2 separate regions of the Mus musculus genome follow, and region 1 is linked to region 2. A link is a contact called in public promoter capture Hi-C data. All regions are on one chromosome and are shown on one strand. The core of a region is the stretch at or near the end of the contact, and the rest is flanking DNA. Distances in the headings are between cores, read along the strand shown. Region 1 holds the start of 1700048O20Rik (RIKEN cDNA 1700048O20 gene). Region 2 holds the start of Ccdc13 (coiled-coil domain containing 13).

Evidence for each region. Promoter capture Hi-C pulls out the DNA fragments that hold promoters and counts their contacts.
Region 1: a contact with region 2 is called in a promoter capture Hi-C map of liver, with 4 times the contacts expected there. The contact joins the promoter of 1700048O20Rik here to the promoter of Ccdc13 in region 2. A contact is called at or near these places in 6 of 39 promoter capture datasets (3T3-L1-derived adipocytes, HPC-7-derived erythroid cells, hippocampal neurons and 2 more), 1 of 15 datasets of contacts at CTCF or cohesin (the NIH/3T3 cell line), 12 of 484 Hi-C or Micro-C datasets (CD8 T cells, Sertoli cells, cortical neurons and 8 more), 2 of 115 datasets of contacts at active chromatin or transcription factors (CD8 T cells and memory CD8 T cells) and 3 of 9 other capture datasets (adipose tissue, liver and pancreatic islet).

Annotation. Positions count from the first base shown.
Region 1 is chr9:121,935,978-121,938,677 of GRCm38.p6, reverse strand. It overlaps 1700048O20Rik (RIKEN cDNA 1700048O20 gene), which reads right to left and starts at 1,403. Exons shown (of 5, transcript NR_033553.1): 1 at 1,359-1,403; 2 at 516-702.
Region 2 is chr9:121,838,207-121,840,906 of GRCm38.p6, reverse strand. It overlaps Ccdc13 (coiled-coil domain containing 13), which reads left to right and starts at 1,446. Exons shown (of 16, transcript NM_028384.1): 1 at 1,446-1,496.

The sequences.
Region 1 (2,700 bases), core at 154-2,653, 98 kb before region 2:
CATTTTTCATATAAACATCGAAAACTGTTAGATCCAACACACATTAGGTGCTTTCTTACAAATACCTTTTTGGGAATTAACATTAACACACTAATCAGCAGCACTAAGGTTTAAGTCATGGAAGACACCCTGACAAAAATGCCATGTCCTCCGCTGCCTTGTCCTACACTTCAGGTCCGCCTGCTTAAGGCCCACTGTGCCATTTTCCTGCACAATCTTCCTGCCTGCATCTCAAGCTGTTCTGCTCCAAGCCTCTTCCTCACCGACCCGGGTGTCACCCTCCCTGCCCAGCCTCATTGGGGCCTCCATGTCTCTCCCTGTAGTTAGGCTGTAGAAGCCTTTGACCCTCAGCGCCCTCTTCCCGCCCAGGCGTCGCGTCCACAGCGCCCTCTTTCCATTTCAGACCGCGCCCCTCTCTCCAGCACCCCGGTAGGCAAGCCTGGGGCCCAAGAGGACCACCTTCCCTCCCTCAGGTCCATGCCAACCAAGCCTTCCTCATGTTTCCTCACACTCACCTACGGAGGGATTCTAACGGCCTCTCACCATCCACGCTCTCAGGTTTTAAAGATTCCTGGCCCGGAAATACATCATCTCACCGACCGGCCAATCCTCTGTGAGTCTCTCTAGGAATCTTGGAGGACCCCATAATCTTGATCGCGCTGTGCGTGGTCTAGCGAGAGTCAGGCTTCTTGACAAAGCGACCTCGTCAGAGAGGAGGCAAGAGCAAGAAGAAAGGTTGTTTATTCCACTGAGCAGTGGGCAGTGGACCTGCCCAAGTGAACTTAGGAGCAGGAGGGCTGACTCCCTATTGAAGATGCTAAACATTTTCCCACCCTACATGGCTCACCCATACAAGGCTGCTTTTCTCTGTTTCTAACTGAAGTTCCTAAGCAGCGCTACAAACCCCTCAAAGCGGTGGCCCGCCCCTCCTTCCTGTCCCAGCCTACAAGATGCCCACAGGAGCTGTCAAAAATGACGTCTCCACAACACCTCTTCTGCCTGCAACTGACACAGGTGGCACATTTCCTTTCCCACCTCAGCAGGAGCTGTCTGGAAGAAGCAAGCACTCTGCAAATCAGTCCAAGTGGCAGCCAGCCCCTCCTTCCTGCTCCAACCTATAGCCAGTAAGATGCCCCTCCGGAACTGTCAAAGAATGGCAGCAAGAGGACATTTCCTCAGTCTGCAGGAGGCTCATCCCCTTTCCCGCCATCAGCAGGAGCTGTCCCTCAAGAGTTGTCTATGGTGGCAACACCTTTCTTGCCTCAGCCTACAGCCTTAGGAACTATCTATCCCACAGGAGCTGTCCACAGTGGCAGCACCTCCTCTCCACCTCCCCAGCAGTTCCACAGAGATGCTACCTCAACCAAAGCCACCTGCAGCCAGGAAGGACCTCTCATCCTAACCCATAGGTCTAATGCAGGGAAAAGGTGGTGGGGAAAAAAGCCACCAATCACTGAGCAGGAGAACCCACCAATCACTGAGCAGGAGAACCCACCAATCCCTGAGCAGGAGAACCCACCAATCCCTGAGCAGGAGAACCCACCAATCCCTGAGCTCCCCAAACTCAGGACTTGAAATCTCACCAATCCTCATCCGGGAAATCTCTGCTCTGAAAAGCTTTGCCTCCTAAGAAATTCTACATAAGCCCTGCCCTTTGTCCAATTCTCTGCTGTCTGCTTCTGGGAACAGAGGGCAGCCAGCCATGTCTGGATTCATCCCTCCTTACCCTGAATAAATCTCTTTCATGAGACTTTCCACCTATCGTGACTCTCTCATCAGGAAAAGCCAAGAAGCAATAAAAAGATGGAACCGAGTGAGAAAGTGGAGCAGGGCTACCTTCCCCTGGGAGCTACAATGCCTCTGCTGAGGAGGCTTCCTATCGGCCGTGTCTCAGGGTTCCCTTCCACTGGGATACCTGACCCTTCCCCCTCAGAACTGTGCGGTTCCTGGGCTTCCAAGGCCCAGGTTTCCCTGCCATCTGGGCAGAACCACTTACAAGGACCTATAGGAGGAGTCAGAGGTGTGGAAGATCTGAATGTGGCTGGATTCATTTAGAAAGTATGGATGCCTTCCAAGAAACCTTGAGGGCCAGTTGAACAGAAGTCCAGGCTTGAACTAAGTGATCTCATTGTGTACCACAAAGACATTTAACATTAAAAAAAAAAAGTGGTGCAAAAAATTTGTAGACTTATTTAGACTGGGCTTCCCAGATGCAGACTCAAGCACCAGCAATGGGCGTGCTTGCCTGGCTCCTGCTGCCACCTCTGATATCTCCGAGAGGGGTTGAGCTTTATACTGTTCTATCTCTTACTCATGCTCAACTTTTCTTTGTTAGAGTAGAGATGCAGAGACAAGGGATAAGCAACTCCACAGAGCACCTGCCCTCCCCCCACCCCTCACTTATAGACCTGTGTCTACAGGTCAGGAAAGAGGTAATGTGAGGCTCTAGAGATGAGAAAATGAGGTTAGCCATTTCTAGGAGAGCTGAGCTTGCAGTGAGGCCACTGTTTGCGGAGCAGGGTATTTCAGCTGGCAGGTGGTAAGAATCAGGGCATCAGCTAAGGTGTGGCACATGGGGACAAGATGTCACTAAATGTGACTTGGTGCCACTAGAGCTGATATTTTCTGCCGTTTGTTTTGTGATGGGTTGGGAGAGCAATGGGGCCAGACTTCAGGCATAGATTTCAGAGGGCTGCTTTG
Region 2 (2,700 bases), core at 197-2,696:
CAAGGCTGCACCCCCTAATAGTGCCACTCCCTGGACCAAGCATATTCAAACCATCACAGACTCCAACCCTAGGGGACCCAATGCCTTCTTCTGGCCTCCATGGGCACACACACACACACACACACAAAGAGAGAGAGAGAGAAAGAAGGAGAGAGAGTTAGAGAGAGAGAAGCTTTATGAAGGAGATGCTGTGCACCTGGACACACTGTACTGTACTGCGAGGGGGTGGGCAGGTGGATGCAGGGCTGTGGGTATCCAGCCCTGTATCTTCTTCACAAGTAGTGATGTACTACTCACGTTAAGTAAATGGGAAGCAGAAAAACAGGTTTAACATAGCTGGAGACTTTCACATTATAAAGGCTAGTGAGAGCATCTGGCCTCCCTCAGCTCATTTTTCCTATGTGTTTGCCTCCCTTCAAGTCCCTGAAATACAGCAATGTCAAACTGGGAGATTTTTTTTTTAAGTATTTTCTTAAACACACACACACACACACACACACTGTTTTTTAAAATCTTCTAAAATGCAAATAAATAAATAAATTCATAAATAAGAAGACCTAAAATCCTACCATACTGATATAATTGCCTGTGTGTTGTTTCACGTCTAGGTTTTCTTAGTATGGGTGTGTGCAATTGTTTGTGTCGGTGCACATGTGCATGGGATAGACAGAGGTTGTCTTCATTATTTGTCCTCAACTGCTCTCCACCTTTTGTTTTTTGAAAAAGGGTTTTGGGGTGAACTTGAATCAGCTCCTGGACTGGACTAGACTGACTGGCGAGGGATGTGTCTTGTCATCCTGCGATGTGACCCATAAACGCTTTCAACATTCCTCTTTTAGTTCTGTGCGCTGTTTGAAAAGGAGGAAGCGTTTTGTTTTGGTTTGGTTTTGGTTTTAGCATTATTAATTTTGGCCTACTCCAATCACAATCATAACCCAACATTCTTCCCGCCTTGTTTTGTATTTCCAAAGATAATATGGTTAACTATGTTACATTTCATAAAAACCGTCCACTTTCCAAAACCCTTGGAGGCCAGTAGGATATGCATCCTACTTTTTCAAAGACACTGGAGGTCGGTTGTGCACGGTGGTGCAGCCTGTGTCATCCAGCATTCAATAAGGACAGGAGGATGAGAAGTTCAAGGTCATGCATGGCTACAGAGCGAGTTTGAGGCCAGTCTGGACTGTATGATACCCTACCTTTAAAAACAAAAACAAACAGACCCCCCAAATCCTTAAATAAAATACACTCCGGAAGAGTGGAGGCTTCGTAGGCACTTTGCATTCTCATGTCCAGCTGGTGTGTGCAGTTCTGTGGGTCTTCCCGGACCCCTCAGCACGCTCAGCTCAGACCTTTAGAGGCTCTCTCGGCCCCCGTAGACGCGCGCGACCGTGCTGGTTTCCCTGGTGACGGTTGCCAAGGCAGCACATGCCGGCGTCGGGAAGGGCGGAGGAAGTGCCCGCGGCCCTTAAGACAGACCCCGAAGCGCAGCCGCGGTAAGTGGAGGAAGGCTGAGTAGAGCGGGAGTCAAGCGAGGATCGAACCGGAGCGGATCAGGAAAAAGAACCGGGGGCTGAGCGGGGAAACTGAACCGGGAGCCGAGCGGAGCGGGAAACCGAACTAGGAACCAAGAGTGGAGCCGAGAGCGGGGAACCGAACCGGGAGCCGAGCGAGGACCGAGCCAGGGACAGAGCGGGAAACCAAACAAGGGGCCAAGTGGGGACCGGAACCGTGGCGAGAGTGAGGAACCGAATCGGAAGCCTAGAGTGGAGCCGGGAGAGGGGGATCGAACTGGGGGCCGAGCAGCGAGAAGCCAAGACTGGGAAACCAAACCATAGACCCTGCGAATGGCCTCTCCTTGGGGCCGGGCTGTTCCCACCCCTCCCTGGGCAGACTCGTGTTTTCCGCGCGAGGAGGGTTCGTGAGGCAGAGGAACGACCCAGCGACCTGCGTGGGCATGACTAGAAAGCAGGTCTTCTGCAGCTGCCACTCAGCACGTGGCTGCTGCCCTGACTTGACCCTCATTCTGGCTTGTAAAAACATACAGGATGGGGAGGTGGGATGGGCTGCGTGGGTGAGCTAGAAAGTGGCAGGCTGGTGAGAAGTGATGGGTGCTCAAGGCCCCATCCACCGTCCTGCGCACAGCTTTTCTCTTCCTTGGTCTTTTGAGTAGGGTTTCACTCTGTAGCCTGGGATGGCCTTAAAACTCACTAGAAGACCCATGCTGGTCCCAAATTGGTAATCATACTCACATTTGAAGCAGGACGGGACTGCATACCAACATCTTGTCTTAAAGAGAAAACAAAAGTTGTAAGCAATTAGGGTTATCTGTGGTTTTAAGGTAGTTTGTTGGTTACAAAGTATAGTTGTCTAAAAAAAAGGCCAAATTCTTTCATGTTTTTTTTATAAATATTCATTAAGCACCTACTGTGTCCTGTTGTAGCATGGCCATGAACAAAGTGGATGAAAATAATGATCCTGGTAGGCGTGTTGGTACATAGCCAGCATTTGAGAGACCAACACAGGAGCATTGCCAAGAGTTTGAGGCAAGCCTGGTCTACACAGCAAGTGCCAGGTCATCCGGCCAGCCCTTGCAGGACCCTGTCTCAAACAGCTAAAAATAAAGTTAAAGTGTGTGTCCTCTGGTAGTGTACGTACTAGTGGGAGGAAGCACAGTTGGTATGTAACGTGTGCTACAGG